Linked DNA regions of Gossypium hirsutum: all the other regions are linked to region 1. The links are chromatin contacts, called in public Hi-C maps. All regions are on one chromosome and are shown on one strand. Each heading gives the region's core, a stretch centred on a gene start, on an enhancer-like site or on the middle of the called end of the contact. The rest is flanking DNA. Distances are from core to core; before and after follow the strand shown.

Evidence for each region. A called contact is a pair of places that touch in the nucleus more often than the background predicts.
Region 2: a contact with region 1 is called in a Hi-C map of hypocotyl, with 2.6 times the contacts expected there. The contact joins the enhancer-like site here to the promoter of LOC107946933 in region 1. A contact is called at or near these places in 4 of 34 Hi-C or Micro-C datasets (hypocotyl and leaf).
Region 3: a contact with region 1 is called in a Hi-C map of leaf, with 2.1 times the contacts expected there. The contact joins the enhancer-like site here to the promoter of LOC107946933 in region 1. A contact is called at or near these places in 14 of 34 Hi-C or Micro-C datasets (anther, callus, fibers and 4 more).

Annotation. Positions count from the first base shown.
Region 1 is chrD12:57,773,548-57,778,550 of Gossypium_hirsutum_v2.1, forward strand. It overlaps LOC107946933, which reads left to right and starts at 2,923. Exons shown (of 6, transcript XM_016881441.2): 1 at 2,923-3,327; 2 at 4,610-4,827. The coding sequence starts at 4,687.
Region 2 is chrD12:57,710,462-57,715,464 of Gossypium_hirsutum_v2.1, forward strand. It overlaps the pseudogene LOC121224322. Among protein-coding and RNA genes, the nearest start is that of LOC107886092, 25 kb to the left of the region's middle. Within about 2 kb of position 2,665, at least 4 of the 9 cell types and tissues checked have an H3K27ac peak or open chromatin away from gene starts, as enhancers often do. A contact at or near this core is called in hypocotyl and leaf, where this site is marked.
Region 3 is chrD12:57,733,471-57,738,473 of Gossypium_hirsutum_v2.1, forward strand. No RefSeq gene overlaps it. Among protein-coding and RNA genes, the nearest start is that of LOC107946932, 31 kb to the right of the region's middle. Within about 2 kb of position 2,986, at least 3 of the 9 cell types and tissues checked have an H3K27ac peak or open chromatin away from gene starts, as enhancers often do. A contact at or near this core is called in leaf, where this site is marked.

The DNA.
Region 1 (5,003 bases), core at 1,673-4,172:
GGCCTCGAGGGTCCATTTAAGGGACAATATGATTGAATATGATTGGTTTCGGATATGAATAGTAAATGACATGAATTAAGTGTAATTATTCTGTAAACTCTGGTAATGCTCCGTAACCCTGTTCCGGTGACGGATATGAGTTAGGGGTGTTACATAAAGTGTAATTTTCTTGTTATTTTTATTAGTAATCGTATTATCAACTACTTTTTTAGACTAACATAATACATATGATTATTTGATTTTAATTTTTTTATTTGTTTACAAAATTATTTTTATCATACTAATAAGTTTTTTTAATAATTATTATTACTTTAAAATTTTAAATTATGCAACTGTATAATTATAATTTTTATTATCAAACATGACATGAGAAATTATATTCTATCAGCCAAATACGTCTAGAAAATTATAATTATTTATAATTATAAAATAATGTAATTATTACTCAATGAATTACACTTTTATTCAATTATATTTTAAGATAAAATATGCGTTTTTGAATTCTCATTGCAAATGAAACTAAAATATTAAAATTATAGATATTTGCATTCATCAACATGTGGGCAAACAGCACCAGTGGTCTAGTGGTAGAATAGTACCCTGCCACGGGTCAGACCCGGGTTCGATCCCCGGCTGGTTCAATTCTTTTTCATTAGACAGCTGCGTTGATTGTGTTCTGGTCTGGCGTGAACAAAGTTATGTACTTCCTCCCATCCTCTGCCAAATCTGTCCACACCCAGCAATTGATTTTTTTGTTGTCCAAAATTAGGGTATTAATAGATACTATTTGATTCATTATGAAATATGCTCAAATCGAATTCCAACCTTGGATTGAAGGATAAAATGAAGTAATTGGTACTTTATCCCAACCCACCACCACTTAATACCACGTCATTGTGTTTTAAAACACTGTGACAACAAGCCATCAATTACCAAATACAGCGCCGAACTTAAAAAGGTTAAAAATACACAATTATGCAAAAGCTATTTAACCATGTTAGGCATTGATCTGAAGTTAACCACAAACTAACAGCTCAACCATGATCATCTTCATGTCCAAAAATAGAAGAAAGAAAAATAAAGTACAGGAATATTCCTAACCAAAGAAAAACGAAAATTACATTTTACACGGTTCAACATTTTCCCAAGACACTGTAATGTCTACTCCAGACAAGGACAGCATCGTATTCTTAAATCTTATCATCAAATTTTATTCATTTTCGTTACTTCAAGTTATATTTTAATTATTTATATTTAAAATATTATATTTTAGTTATTCGCGTTATTGTTTTGTTATGAAATGATTACTCTATCTTTAAGATCTGTTACCTCTCCAACTATAGTTCAATGTGACAATTAAAATGAGTTTTAAATACCAATTTAGATGTCCAACTGGAATGAGAAAAGTTAATTTTTTTATGAAAATAAAATACAAAATTTAGTTTTAAAACCCAATTTTCTCCAATTTAAAAAGAAACACTTGATGGATTCTTTTTGTTACCATTAGAGAAAAGAAAAGCAAAACGACAAAGAAGCTGAAGAAAAATAAATTGACACATCAACCTCTATACTTGATTGCTATTGTGGTTGCCCACAATACACAAATAAACAAATATGAAGCGTATCTTTTTTGTCTGTCACATATACATAAAAATATAAAAAGATAGACCACTTTTTTGCAAAAAAATAATAATCATAATATATGAACTCAAAACCCATGTAAAGAACAAAAAAACTCATTACCCACTGTTATTCATGACTGGACCCTCTATTGAGTCGATTCTTTGTTCTTCCATTTTGAATAAAAAATCAAATCAATCAAAATGGAAACGAAAATTAAAAAAAAAGGGACTAAAGTTTTTTTTTTCTAGTTCAAAGATTAATATGATGCATTGGTTTTAATTATTTTGAGAAATTAAATTAACATTTTCCTTTAATTAATTTAAAAAATTCAATTAATTAAAGTTATTTAATAAAAAATTAATTAATTTACTTGACTAGACATTTATATTGGCATTAAAAAATCATTTTAACTGTCAGGTCGAATTGTTGTTTGAGAGTTAATAGATCTTAACGACAGACTAACCATTTCGTAACAAAATGATATTATAAGTGACTAAAATATAATTTGATACAAATAAAAATGACTATTTTAATAATTTAATAATATTATAAAAAATTATCATCGTTGCGAGTATCGTTATTTTCGGTATTGAAAAAGACTTGTCTTTTTCCATTTGCCCTTTATCCAAAATTCAGACTTTCATCACTTTGCCTCTCCCCAAATCCTTCAAACCCATCCACACTGCATTCTGACCCGGAAACCTCCTCGCTCCAGTCTTCTCCCCGGGTCGGGTCAAGAAGGGTAATCATACGCGCTGCTACTGCGTTTGGACTTACCATTTGAAGCAACATGCTGCATGGATGTACGTGAGCTGTATTTGATCGTTGGTTTCTGTTTATCCTCATAATTATATAAAGAAAAAAAGCCTTTACTCAAAAAAAAATTATGATAATTATATACCTCTAATTCTGATTAACGTTTTTAATGAAAAATAAATATACATTTTCAAAAGAAATGATACGATTATAATATAATGTCCCCTCTTAACCTCTCACATTCAAGTCCAAATCGTATGCATTCATGTCTAACCAACTTGTTCATATGCAAGGAAAAGTTGAATAAACAAATACAAGAAGATTAATGAATGAATAATATAAATCGGGCAGTGGCAGTGGACCAACTGGGGTTACAAAATTAAATGGTTTCTACTGGGGAGGGATAAAATCAAAAATTAAATTAACATAAATATATTTTATTTTGAATAATATCACATTTCCTTTCCCAATTGAGTTTAATTAAAATTTGAAAGACAAACAAATGTAAACATTGTCAAAACCCTAAAAAGAAAAGAAAGCAGAGAAAGAGACAGAAAGTGAATATAAATAGCAGCATAAAAAGAAACAATGATGTGCTGCAACAATCTCTTCTCAAATATAAAAAGAAAATGAGAATTCCTTTTATCTTCTCTCCTCCCTCTTTCAATTCTCTTTTCCTTTCTTTCTATTTGGTCCCAAACCCGTGATCTGATTCCTTTTCATTTCTTTTCTTTTTTAACATATCATCTCCTTCACCTAACTGCATTGAGTTTTTAGTAGTTGAGGTTCTTGGGAATTGTTTTTTTTCCTTTTAACATCTTTATTGCGATCTGGTTAAGACAGTTGGGTCACTTGTTTCTGGGAAGAACCAAAGTGGAAAGTAGAGGGTTTTCTTTATCTCATAGCGGAATGTTTTTAAATTTATTTTTGTGGATTATTTGTCTCCCGGTGAGTTCTTTCTCCCTCTAGATTTCTGGGATTTCGGTGCTCATATTTTAAGCTTTTTTTTTTCTTTATTGTTTATGTGTTCATGTCTTGTTAGTTTTTCTGTTTCTTTCTTTAATGCTTCATGCCTTTGCTTTTTATGAGGTTGCCTTTTTGTTTTACTAAGTGTTGATGTAATCATCAATTATTAGGATTTAACATCAAGTTCTGTTCCTCTCGGTAGATTCCGTTTCTGGGTAGTCATAATCAAGTTTCTTTTTCATTTTTTAAAAGGCGTATAAATATAAGCAGAATGTGGCTTCAATGGCTTGTTTTATAGGTTAAAATTTTACCCAGATTCATCTGCATGTTTCAACAATGTACTAGTCACTAGATGAGGAAAGAACATTAGTTATGTCTAAATGGAAGCAAAAAAGAGACCTTTTATGGTAAATGTCTACAGACCCGCATCTATTTTTAATCACATACTTGTCCATGCTTGTTTCATGAGATTGTTGTATGTGATCGTAAGAAGTGACTTCAATGTTCTCCTGGTGCTGTGTGTTTCAGCCACCTAATTTTCTCCTCAGCTGGTAATTGTTGGATCATAGGGAAAAGTTTCTTATGGATGAAGCTTAGTTGAGCCTTTAAGTTATCTTTTAGAAATACGCTATTTCAATGTTTTTATATGAATTAAAACTGTAATTCTGAAGGATGCCATTGTGTCATAATATCCTACAAATAGCACTGTTTCAGTGGGAAACAGCTAAGAAAATGCTTTGATATATGATGCTGATGTTAGTCAGTAATTCTTCCATTTATAACATAGATATTTTCGCCATTTCTTCAGAGTCTTTGCTATTGGCTACTTTGGTTTTCTTCTTTAGTAATAATTCTAAATTTGCCAATTACACCTCATATTGACCAAACAAGTTTGTGTAGTTGGAAATATTAATAAGGTTAAACTGTTCTATAGCAAAGTATGGCAGTAGTTAGAATTATGGCTAAAATCTTGCAATGACTATGGTCAGTTGGTGTTTCAGTTTAAATATGTTGTTTGAATGGACTAGGCCAGGTTAAATTCTATGTTTTTATAATGAAATTGATGGAACGTTTTCAAATTTCATCTGATAATTGTTAAACAGGATTTTTTCTAGACATGTGTTTCTCACACGGAAAGACCATTGTCTTTCCAAGATTGGCTGCCTAATTGGCTATTATCATTTTCCCTGAATGGCAACCTTATTAATTACTAGTGGTAGTCACTATCTTATCACCGTGGTTTCTATGTGAAAACTGTGTGCAGAAATGGAGAGCAAAGGGACATGTGAAACATCTTTTCAAGACTCATTTATTCGAGGATGTAAGATCTGATATCAATTGATGTATTTGTTTCATTCTTCTGCGGAAAAGATGTTGATGCTGGGAGATTTTGATTTGAATTCAGTGCAACGATACACTGATTCACTTAAAGATATTTTCAAACTGACGATGCTTGATCAGGAGATCATATTCAGAAATCAGGTACAAGGATACCTTCTCGGCTCATTACTTGTTAGTTTGCTAAAATTTTCTATTCTGAATTTGCCATAAAGTGAGGCCAGGATTTGATGCTTATTAATAATTTCCCTTTGTTGGGCACACTTTTGACGATCTTGGTGTGGAAACTTTTGGCTTAAACTTTGTGGTGTTAATTTTAT
Region 2 (5,003 bases), core at 1,415-3,914, 63 kb before region 1:
CATATACTTGCCCGAGGATAAAGATCCACCTGATTGCTGATAGGAGAGCAGATTCGAGTGGATTCCTAGTCTTGAATTGTTGACTGGAATAGGATCAGTGAGAACTGGAGATGAATGATTTGACTTCAACTCCATAAGATTCAGACCACTTTTTTTTCCTTTTCGTCGATGATAACTTCAGATCACTTTTTAATACACTTATAACAGGTTAAACTAGATTGTTTACGATAGAATCAGCTTTGTTAAGTAGAGTTATGAAGTTTCAATCCTTAAAAAGAACTTTTTATCCGACCCTCTTGTCAATGAAAAACCACCTCTTCAATGTTTTCTTATCACTACTGCTGGGTGAGCAGTCCATCAATTGCGGGCTTCCTCGAAACTGGTGAACATCACAAGCAAAAATTCAAAATACCAAATATCAGCAAGCTGTAAATTTGAGATTTGAAGTTCTTTTATCTCAAGTAAAACATGTGTGTACCTTCTCATCTCCAAAGCTACACCACATTTATGGCAGATAACAGAACATTATTTGCCTAGTAATATGATTTCCGAATTTGACCAGAATGTGCTAAAATCTGCATGTAGAAAATTGGAAAGAACCGTTATAATCCATCCATACATAAATACATATATATATAAACGTATGTATAACTAGTGATTCAATAACAACATAAAATAATAACTCAGTTTTGCCAATATGACAAACAAGTCCTAATATTTTTTTCCAACAAAAGGACATAGCAAACAGTGAAAAGCATATAGTCATTTATATAAACAAAACAAGGTAAATGAATTGAAGGAGGGATATAAAACAAAACAAATAATAGATGTCAGAAAATTTTCACATATAGCCTACAGATATTAAGCAAAAACAACAGCAATATTTTACAAATTAAAAAAAATATAACTCAAAATGACGAATATATATATACACACACACACAAAAGTTGGGGGAAAAAAAACTTAGTAAATACACTTATTTGATCACCATGGTAGGGAGTATCACCTCATTTTCATTTCTAATTTGTCCAGATCATACATTCATCTACAATCAAGTAATACTTGAAAATCTAAATGAAATGACTCACCAATTTGTATCAAACTAAAAAGATCTTGAAACATCAATATAACATACATGAGATTATTATCATACATGTGATTACACTGCAGATCTAAATCCATACATCAACATCAAAGTATTATAGTATTAAAACACACACTAATAAAAGAGAGAGAAACAATTCACTAATACTATTAACTCTTTTTCCAAGAAACAGCAACTACCAAAACGATCATATTTAACACACACACCCCAAAATTGTAAATAAAATAAATACAGTTGAAATAAGAAAAAAAAAGTGAAAGATACAAAGCTACCATATTAAAACATCATTCATATTTTAAAAAGAAAAAGGAAGACTATTCATGGTATAATCTCACGGAATAATTACTATCAGCAAAGAAGGTTTCATTTTTAATATTCTTGAAATGTTAAAAAAAAAAAGTTAAATCATTCGAATTTCGTCAATATAATGATATTCCAATGACAAAACAAAAGAAAATTAATCAATAATAAAATTGTACTCAAACAACAAAAAATATCAAATCTTTAAAAAAACAATTTTTATTTGAAACTGGGCGACCCTAACGAAAACATAATAGCAATATTGAATCATCGACAGTAATTTGATATTTTCCCTATTTAATGTTAACATGAGAATAGAAAAAAGATTAAGACACGTTTCTAAATTTTTCAATAAATTTTTTACCTAGTTCTTCATAGGTAGGAACCGACAAAATAGAAACTTTTACAAAATCAAATAAACAAACAAATGAAATTGACAATCAAAATCGTTTTTCTTCTCTTATATACACTACAGCCACCGAAACAGGAAAAGATCCCGTACACCATTAAAAAACAATTAAAATATATATATTTTTTAAAAACAACAAAGAAAAAGATTAAAAACTGAAGACAAATAAAAACAGACCCACAGAAGAAGAAGAATCAAATGTATAACATCCCCAAAGGCTGGAAATATATAGCTGGGTTATAGATACATCATATGTTTATGTGTTTGCGTGTTTTCATTTCATTTGACATGCATGTCTCACCCAAACGAGTTAAAAACCTTAATGTGAAACGAAATAAGAGATCTTAAATCCTTAAAAGCATCAAAGAATGAGAACCCAACAATTAAAAATATAGAGACAAAAAAAAACGTTTAATGTAACGAACCTGGCTAACGAGGTGAAACCCAGACGAAGAACCGGTCTCTAAAATGCAGTTCTTACGAGATTCGACAAAGGCGGAACAAAAAGAAGAAGAAGAAGCAAAGGTTTTTATGGAGATGGAACGGAAAATCTTTTTAAAAATCTGGGGGAAAAAATTGAAAATAGAAGCAAAAAAGAAGGAAGAAAAAGAGGAGGAGGAGAATTTAGAGGCAAAAATGGTTACCTATTTATAGAGTTTGAAGAGGAAGGGAACGTGTTAATCAAGATAAGTTGGGTTTTTTTTTTTTTTAAGGAAACATAAGCTGTAATTTTCGTTTTTATTTTTGAAAAAAAGAAAAAGAAAATATGAACCGTATTAGAGCAATGCCACCTGTAAGAGTATCGGGTGACGTGGCCACGTGTCAGTTTGGGTCCACGGACGTCGCTTTCTTGCATTGCTGGCAGTCGTCGGTGACCGCAATTGTTTTATTCTTTTTAAGATAATAAAATCGGATTATTATTGTCTAATTTACTCACTTCCGGAATTTTAATTTTATTTTTTGTGTCACGTGGAAGAAACAAAAGTAAAGAAACAGTTTCCGCTTTGTCACAGTTTAGCGATGAATGGAAGCACACATCTCGTGCGAGAATTCACGTGGCTTCGCCATTTAAGCTGCCCAAAGTGCCTTTCTATTGTTGGATTGAATTAAAAAATAAGGGACAACATTTCTGAATTAAACCGCCATTATGCCAAAAAATGAAGTCTAACAGAAATATGACCAATGATGATTGGCAGGAGGAAAGTAATTGACGTCAATGTGAGCAGAAATTAAGAAAATTAAGGGAGGACAGATTTTCTACTATGTTAAATATTTTTTTAGTTTTTGATAATAACAAATGAAGAGAGAGTGTGGTGTCATGAACATTTTGGCAACATTTCCTTATTTTACATCAACTAAATGATTACTGGTGGGGTAATTAAACAAGTAAGTAAATTAGTTTCTTCCCATATTTTGATAGCCTGGAGATTCCCATAATGTAGGACTGATGAGGAAGTTACTTCCCACCTAGAGACCTAAATCTTTTTGTTATTTGTGCACGTAACCTCCTGATTCCCTTCACCATGTTTGAGATTTGACTCAATTACTTGTGGGCAACTATTTCATTGCATAATATGAAAAGATTCTAAACTCCTTTGATGTAATTACTATTTCCCACTTGTTTCTGAATTAAGGAATCCCTGTTTAGTTAACTAATTCATAATTATTTCATTTTCATTTTTTTACCCATTGTGTAATTGGGAAAGATTTGTATTACACATCAATTAGTTTGATTTTTTTATAATTTTATTTAATTTACTTTTTATATGATATATTTAAAACAACCTACATGTTCACAATTGAATTTATTCTTAGAATATGCACTCCAGTTTACTAGAAACATTTAAAATATATATTATTCTTTTTGAAGATATTTTTTTATTCAATTTAGTGCATCTGCATGTGTTACAGCTTTTTCTTCTTCTTCTTCTTCTTCAACACGATGCATTTGCATGTCTTAGGGCTTTTTCTTTTTTTAAATCAACACAATTAACCGGAATGGTGTTATTTGGTGAAAAAAATAATTATTTTTCTAATAAGTCGACTACCCATTCTAAAAGTAAATTCAAGTATAAATATTTTGAGCATTTTAAATATATAGCTTATATATAAAAAGTAAATTAAATAAAATATTTTTTAATAGATTTAATTAATTAAATATTTTTTAAGAAATTCCTTTTTTATTAGTATGCTCAATAGATATTTTAAATTTTATTAGAAAATATTTTTATTTTTATTTATTTATTTCACTTTTAAATAAAATGTCAGTATTTGTTATGGACAAATGTCTATAAATGTAAAGTTCTAGAAGTGCTTTAGGAAAAAATGCTGCAACTTAGCGACGCTTGACAAATTACTACCTTGTTTTAGAAACCACCGCCAAATTTTTTGAGAATTAAAAAGAAATTATCTAAAAAGATCATAATATTTATAAAAATATAGTGGCACTTCTTGCTCGAACGTTGCTAAATATTTGTGACATCAGTTTCGTTGGGTTTTTTGTGGTTGCAGTGGCGTTTATAAACGTTGCTATAAGCTAAATAAAATGCAGAAAAACACTATTTGGTTGTAGTGGTTAATATGAAATACTCAAATTATGGTTACTCAATTACATCACACACCTCAATAATAACACCGTTAAAATACACTGATGTGGCATCGACTAGTAATATTATGGTAGCACGTGATACCTCCACATATATATATATATATATATATATATATATAAATTAAAAAAATTATAAATTTTACACATAAAAAATAAACTTGAACAAATTGTTGTCCAAATACATTTAAATTTGGACAACAGTTTGCCCAGATTCATTCCATACATTTTAAAAGTAATTTTATATATTTTTAAGTTTTAATAAAATATTAGTTTTTTATATTATTATGGAATTAAAATATATTAAATGTATAAAACATAAAATTTTATGTAATTTTAATTTAATAATATTATAAAAAAATGTTACTTATGAAAAATTAAAAATATATAAAATTACTAAAAATATGTCTAAAATAAACCTGAACAAACATTGTCCAAATTCAAATTTATCTAGACAATCGTTTGTTCAGGTTCATTCCATATGTGTAAAAAATTATAATTTTTAAATATTTTAATTTTTGAATTTTTATCACGTTTCAAAATGTGAGATTATCATGTGTCATCATGCTATTGATCCTCAGTAG
Region 3 (5,003 bases), core at 1,736-4,235, 40 kb before region 1:
AATCTCACCATGTACTCAGATGCAGACTGGGGAAGCAATGCAGATGACAGACGATCTACCTCAGGCTATTGCCTCTTTTTAGGCGCAAATATCATCTCCTGGAGTTCCAAGAAGCAAAGGGCAGTCTCCAGGTCAACTGCAGAAGCAGAATATAGATCCCTCGCTGATGCTGCTTCTGAACTCATGTGGGTCCAAGCAATTCTTGCTGATCTTGATGTGCATACAGCCAATGTGTCAAAAATCTGGTGTGACAACACTAGCACTGTTGCTATGGCTGCAAATCTGGTTCTTCATTCCAAAACAAAACATGTGGATCTGGACCTTCATTTTGTAAGAGAAAAAGTTATGGCAGGCAAATTCCAAGTCAACTATGTGCCAGCAAATCGTCAAATAGCAGATGCACTTACAAAACCTCTGCTGCTCTCTGCCTTCTGCAGTCAACGCTCGAAACTACGTGTGCTTCCTTCAACTACAGCTGCCACTTTAGCAAAGAAGGAAGGAAAAGAAGCAGGGTGAATGATAGAGGAAGAATTAGAAACAAACAAATGATTTTCAAACCCAAATTCAGTTACACTACGTGGCTAAAATATTCCCAGGTTGTTAGCATCCATAGTACACTGTTATTACCATTTACCGTCTGTTTTACCACCTCTCCTACAGTATTATAAATAATTGTCTCTGTAAACGTTGTAGAAATGGGGTTTCTTCTTCAATAATATTTCAATGCATTCTTCTTGTTTCCTTAGCTTAACAGCTTGATAGTTCACTGCTTGGTTATCACTAGCAAGTTTGGAATTTTGATTTTTATTTATTTATTGTTAGTTGCATGCTCCATTATCAGTTGCAACTGATGGATTATGCAATTTAACAATTTTTTTTACTGAAATATCTAGGTTTAATTCTTACATCCTTTAAGAAATTTGAGCAGTACTCGATGAGTATCAAGCAAGAAGATTATACGAAACTTTACATGTGATTGTGTTTCAATAAATGAAGAGATTTGATTTTACTGAAGTCTAACACTTCAAGATCTCCAATGATTTGATTTCAATGTATAAGACTTTCTTGAACACATTTCAAGGAAATACACGTTTACACTGATTAGAAGGTTGTAAGCCTATAATACCTAATTAAAGAAGGCTCGCTTAGTTTGATTATGGACGATTGAGTAAGAACACTTCTTTATTCGTTGTTAGTATCTTGTTTTCAAGTAGTTAAGTCTAAGTGAAATAAAGTGATCTTAGATTGATATATAAGAGTGAGGGCTCACAATAGGACTAGAAATACTATAGAATTGGGTAAACAATTTCTATACCCACACCTATTTTTATTGTGTTTCCGATCTTCATGCTTTCAATCATTTTTAACTTAAATTTGTTAATCAACCAAAATAAGTGGTATAGAGCTAAATATATTGAGATTTAAAAAAAATTAAAAACAATAAGACGAGATCCAATAGGTTAATTGTTTAATTAGATTCCATTAACTACACATTTCATAAAGTATTCTGTAATTATTTGCATCCTAGAAATAAACTTATAGGGCCATCGCTATCCAAAATAAATACTCATTTCTGTTCATGTTGACCATTGAGCGTCTATGATTATTATTTATTACCCCCAATTTTTAAACTCATCATGTGAAGCATATTATGTTAAAAAAGTAGTTCGCAAGTCCTAATCTTTCCAGAACTACGGGGATTTTTCTTTTGTGATTGTTAGTTCACTTCCAAATCATGAAAAAGGTTAAGAAAACAGCACTAAAAATACTATACTTTTACACCACCCAACTTTGCAATATAATTATAATCAGGCGTGCGTGATTGAGAGAGGCAAAAAGGTCAAGATCAAGACATGGTTTGAAGGGATAAGTTAATAAAAGGGAGGACATGGACTTCCTCTATCAAGCATTTAATGACTGTCTTTTGTTTTGGGTGTAATCATGTACAAGAAGGTGACCAACTGGGCCTAAAAGGATAACTTATTCAAAGGAAACCATATATCAGCCAATTCACCGAGTTAATTTTTAAACTCAATAACTCCTTGGCTCAGGTGTTGTGTTCAGAGCCAAGTTGAACCTGTTGATGCTTTCACTGCACATTATTGACATCATTATGATTCATTCATTCAAATATATTCTAAGGTTTTAATGAGTTGGAACTCACTTTGCTGTCCTTTGCCTACTCTCAAAGGGCTTTCTTTTCTTCTCTATCTACCCCTCAACTTGTTATAATTAAAGACAATCCTTGAGATTAAAGCAAGAGATTCACGATAAAGAGAAAGGAAGATGGTGACATATAATCCTGGGATTCTATGGTGAATTACATGCATGTATAGCCAATGAGGAGATTTAGGAGGATTCAATCGGTGGAAACAGCGTAATTGGCATATATGGATTTGAATATCAGTTAAATGTACTTTTAAAATGATTGTTTTGGTTTTGGATAAAGATTAAGAAGAGAATATCAAGTGGAATTAATAAAACTGATCTGAACCTAATCCACTTCCAGAAAAACTGATGTTGCTCAGTTACCTGAAAAACACAGTTTGATTAATTATTAAGACCAGTGTGATTAGTATAATATGTCTAGAAGTTTGTTCCCTTTCAGTTGGTGATCATTAAACAAATACCCAAAGTAGTAATAAATAAATAGAGGCAAGTAAATTATGGTGGAGAGATTGAACATATAATTGCACATGCACATGATGCAGCAGGGCCGTTTGAGGAAATAAACCAAGTGTTGTCGACGATAATGTTGGTTTGGTGCTCAACAAAGTTAATGTCCTGTATTTGTTGCAGACATTATAAATATATTACCTGAAAACCAGACTCGACTGTCAAGATCAAGGCACCAACGGCAGTTATGTTGTATTTTAGATCCTTGCGATCCTCATTTTGATAATCCAACCCTTAAAGAGTGGGCTGCTCAACATTGGTCCAAAGCTCTTGGAATTGACCCATGTTCGTTTCATATCACTGCACCAGTTTTCTTTGAAGAATTCTGGGCCAAAAGGTCCAAGAAGGATGCTGGAGCCCTGCAATCAAAGATAAGCTTGCTAACATGTTAGAATATGGTGTTTTTTGTATATCATTTATCCTCATATAACATTTAGTTTTAGCAAAGCATGGTTAACAACAAAAATATAATGAATTTGGATCAAACAAATTGGAGCTGATGAAGATTATGCAAGTGCATACACCCATTATCGGCATGCTTTTGGATTGAGAAGAACGAGCTCGAGAGCTGCTCTTCATAATAATATTCTATTCTTTTCTACACTTTCATCCCCATGCAGAACCCGAAGCTAGGCCTACCCCAAAACCTCAAGTTGCTCACTTGTATGGCCTGCCTTCACTTTTCCACTTCAATGGATGAGTTACTCGTATTGCCATAATTTGTCAAATTATTTGAAAGGAATTAAAAGGTCTCACGAAACTATTTTGACACTTAAAAAAGCCTAAAAACATCAACAAAATTCTCAATAATGGCTTGTAAGTTTGCACTTGAAATACATAGTTTTAAGTTCAGAACTATACCTAATCGCATTTGCTATTAGTTTAGAATATTTGATATTTTAGAATATTTGTCTTCTCAATTAATATTTTTAAATCTATAATTGTTTAATTATTTTAATAAGAGCATGATTGTGTATGATGAATTATGCAATTCTTTGTTACGTGGATATGTAATTTAGTCTAAAAGAACTTGTGTGTTTTTGTTAGCTAGAATTGGGCCTCTCTAGCCTTTTATGCTATTAATAAATTAAATCTTAGGCTCTTCATTATAAGGTTGTTAGTTAATAAGATAAATAATGTTAACGAGCTTTATCGAGAAGGTAAGAAGAGATTGGTTGTTAGGTGCGATGTCGACAACTATAACTAATTTATTGAAGAATAATGAATTTTATCTTTGCATCGATGATCAAACTTATAAATCAAAACTAAGATTTCACTATTTGACCAGAATTTCTTTCTTCATATTGATTTTTCTTAAATTTTAGGCTATAGAGTTTTAAAAGCCCCTAAACTTTTTTCAAAAAAAATCAAATAAGCCCCTATATATATTGCACTCAATTGAGCTTTTGAATGTTAAAATTACAAAAACCTTTTTTACCTAACAATCAATTATTACAAGTAATGACAGTCGTCTTTTTCTAGGTGTTTTCACCATATGACACAAGTAGACAGCAGAAACAGATGCTTCTGAACTAGGATACGGTGGAATCTTAAGGTGTTTGTTTCTATTAAAAGAGTTTCTCCTTTTGAGCTATGGACTAAAGTTGTAGTGTTCACTACGAAATACATGACTTTAAAATGGAGCTAATAAATTAATGTTAGCACCTCCATTTCAGGATGCTTCTTGTAAGTATGAGTATGAACTTGAAGGGTCAAGGATTTTAAAATATTTTTTTATCAATTATTGAAACCATAAAATTTGGGAAGCAATTAAAATGTATAAAGCTAGTACATAGGTTTGTTTCAACTGTTCCTAATAATGAATCATTGAACATTATGTGTCTTCAGCCTCTTAAAACAATAAAAATTGAGATAGTTTTGATAGCTTCAACACTGACGGTTTGACACATATTTGGACTCATCCAAAATGGATAATAACAATATATTAATAAATATAGTTAAACCAAAACTCAAAAATATTGAATTTTTTTTAAAAAAAATTTAAAACTTAAAATTACATGTTTTATTTATTGCTCTGATACAAATGAGGCTCAAGGATCTAAGGATGGATGCAAATGAAAATTTAGAATTTTAAATTTTAAAAAAGTTAAAATTTGATGGAGGGATTTTTTGAGAAGATGGAAAAATTTTGCTTAGAAGAATTTTGGGAAAATTAAAACGTGACTTTCATCTCCAAATTGAGAGTTTTTTTATTGAGGGCTCTTACCTCTTTTACAACGACATTATTAAGGAATCTATTTCCATACATCATTAAAATTTTAATAGTTTTGCATACATTATTACTATTTTAGATATTTTTGCAGGGA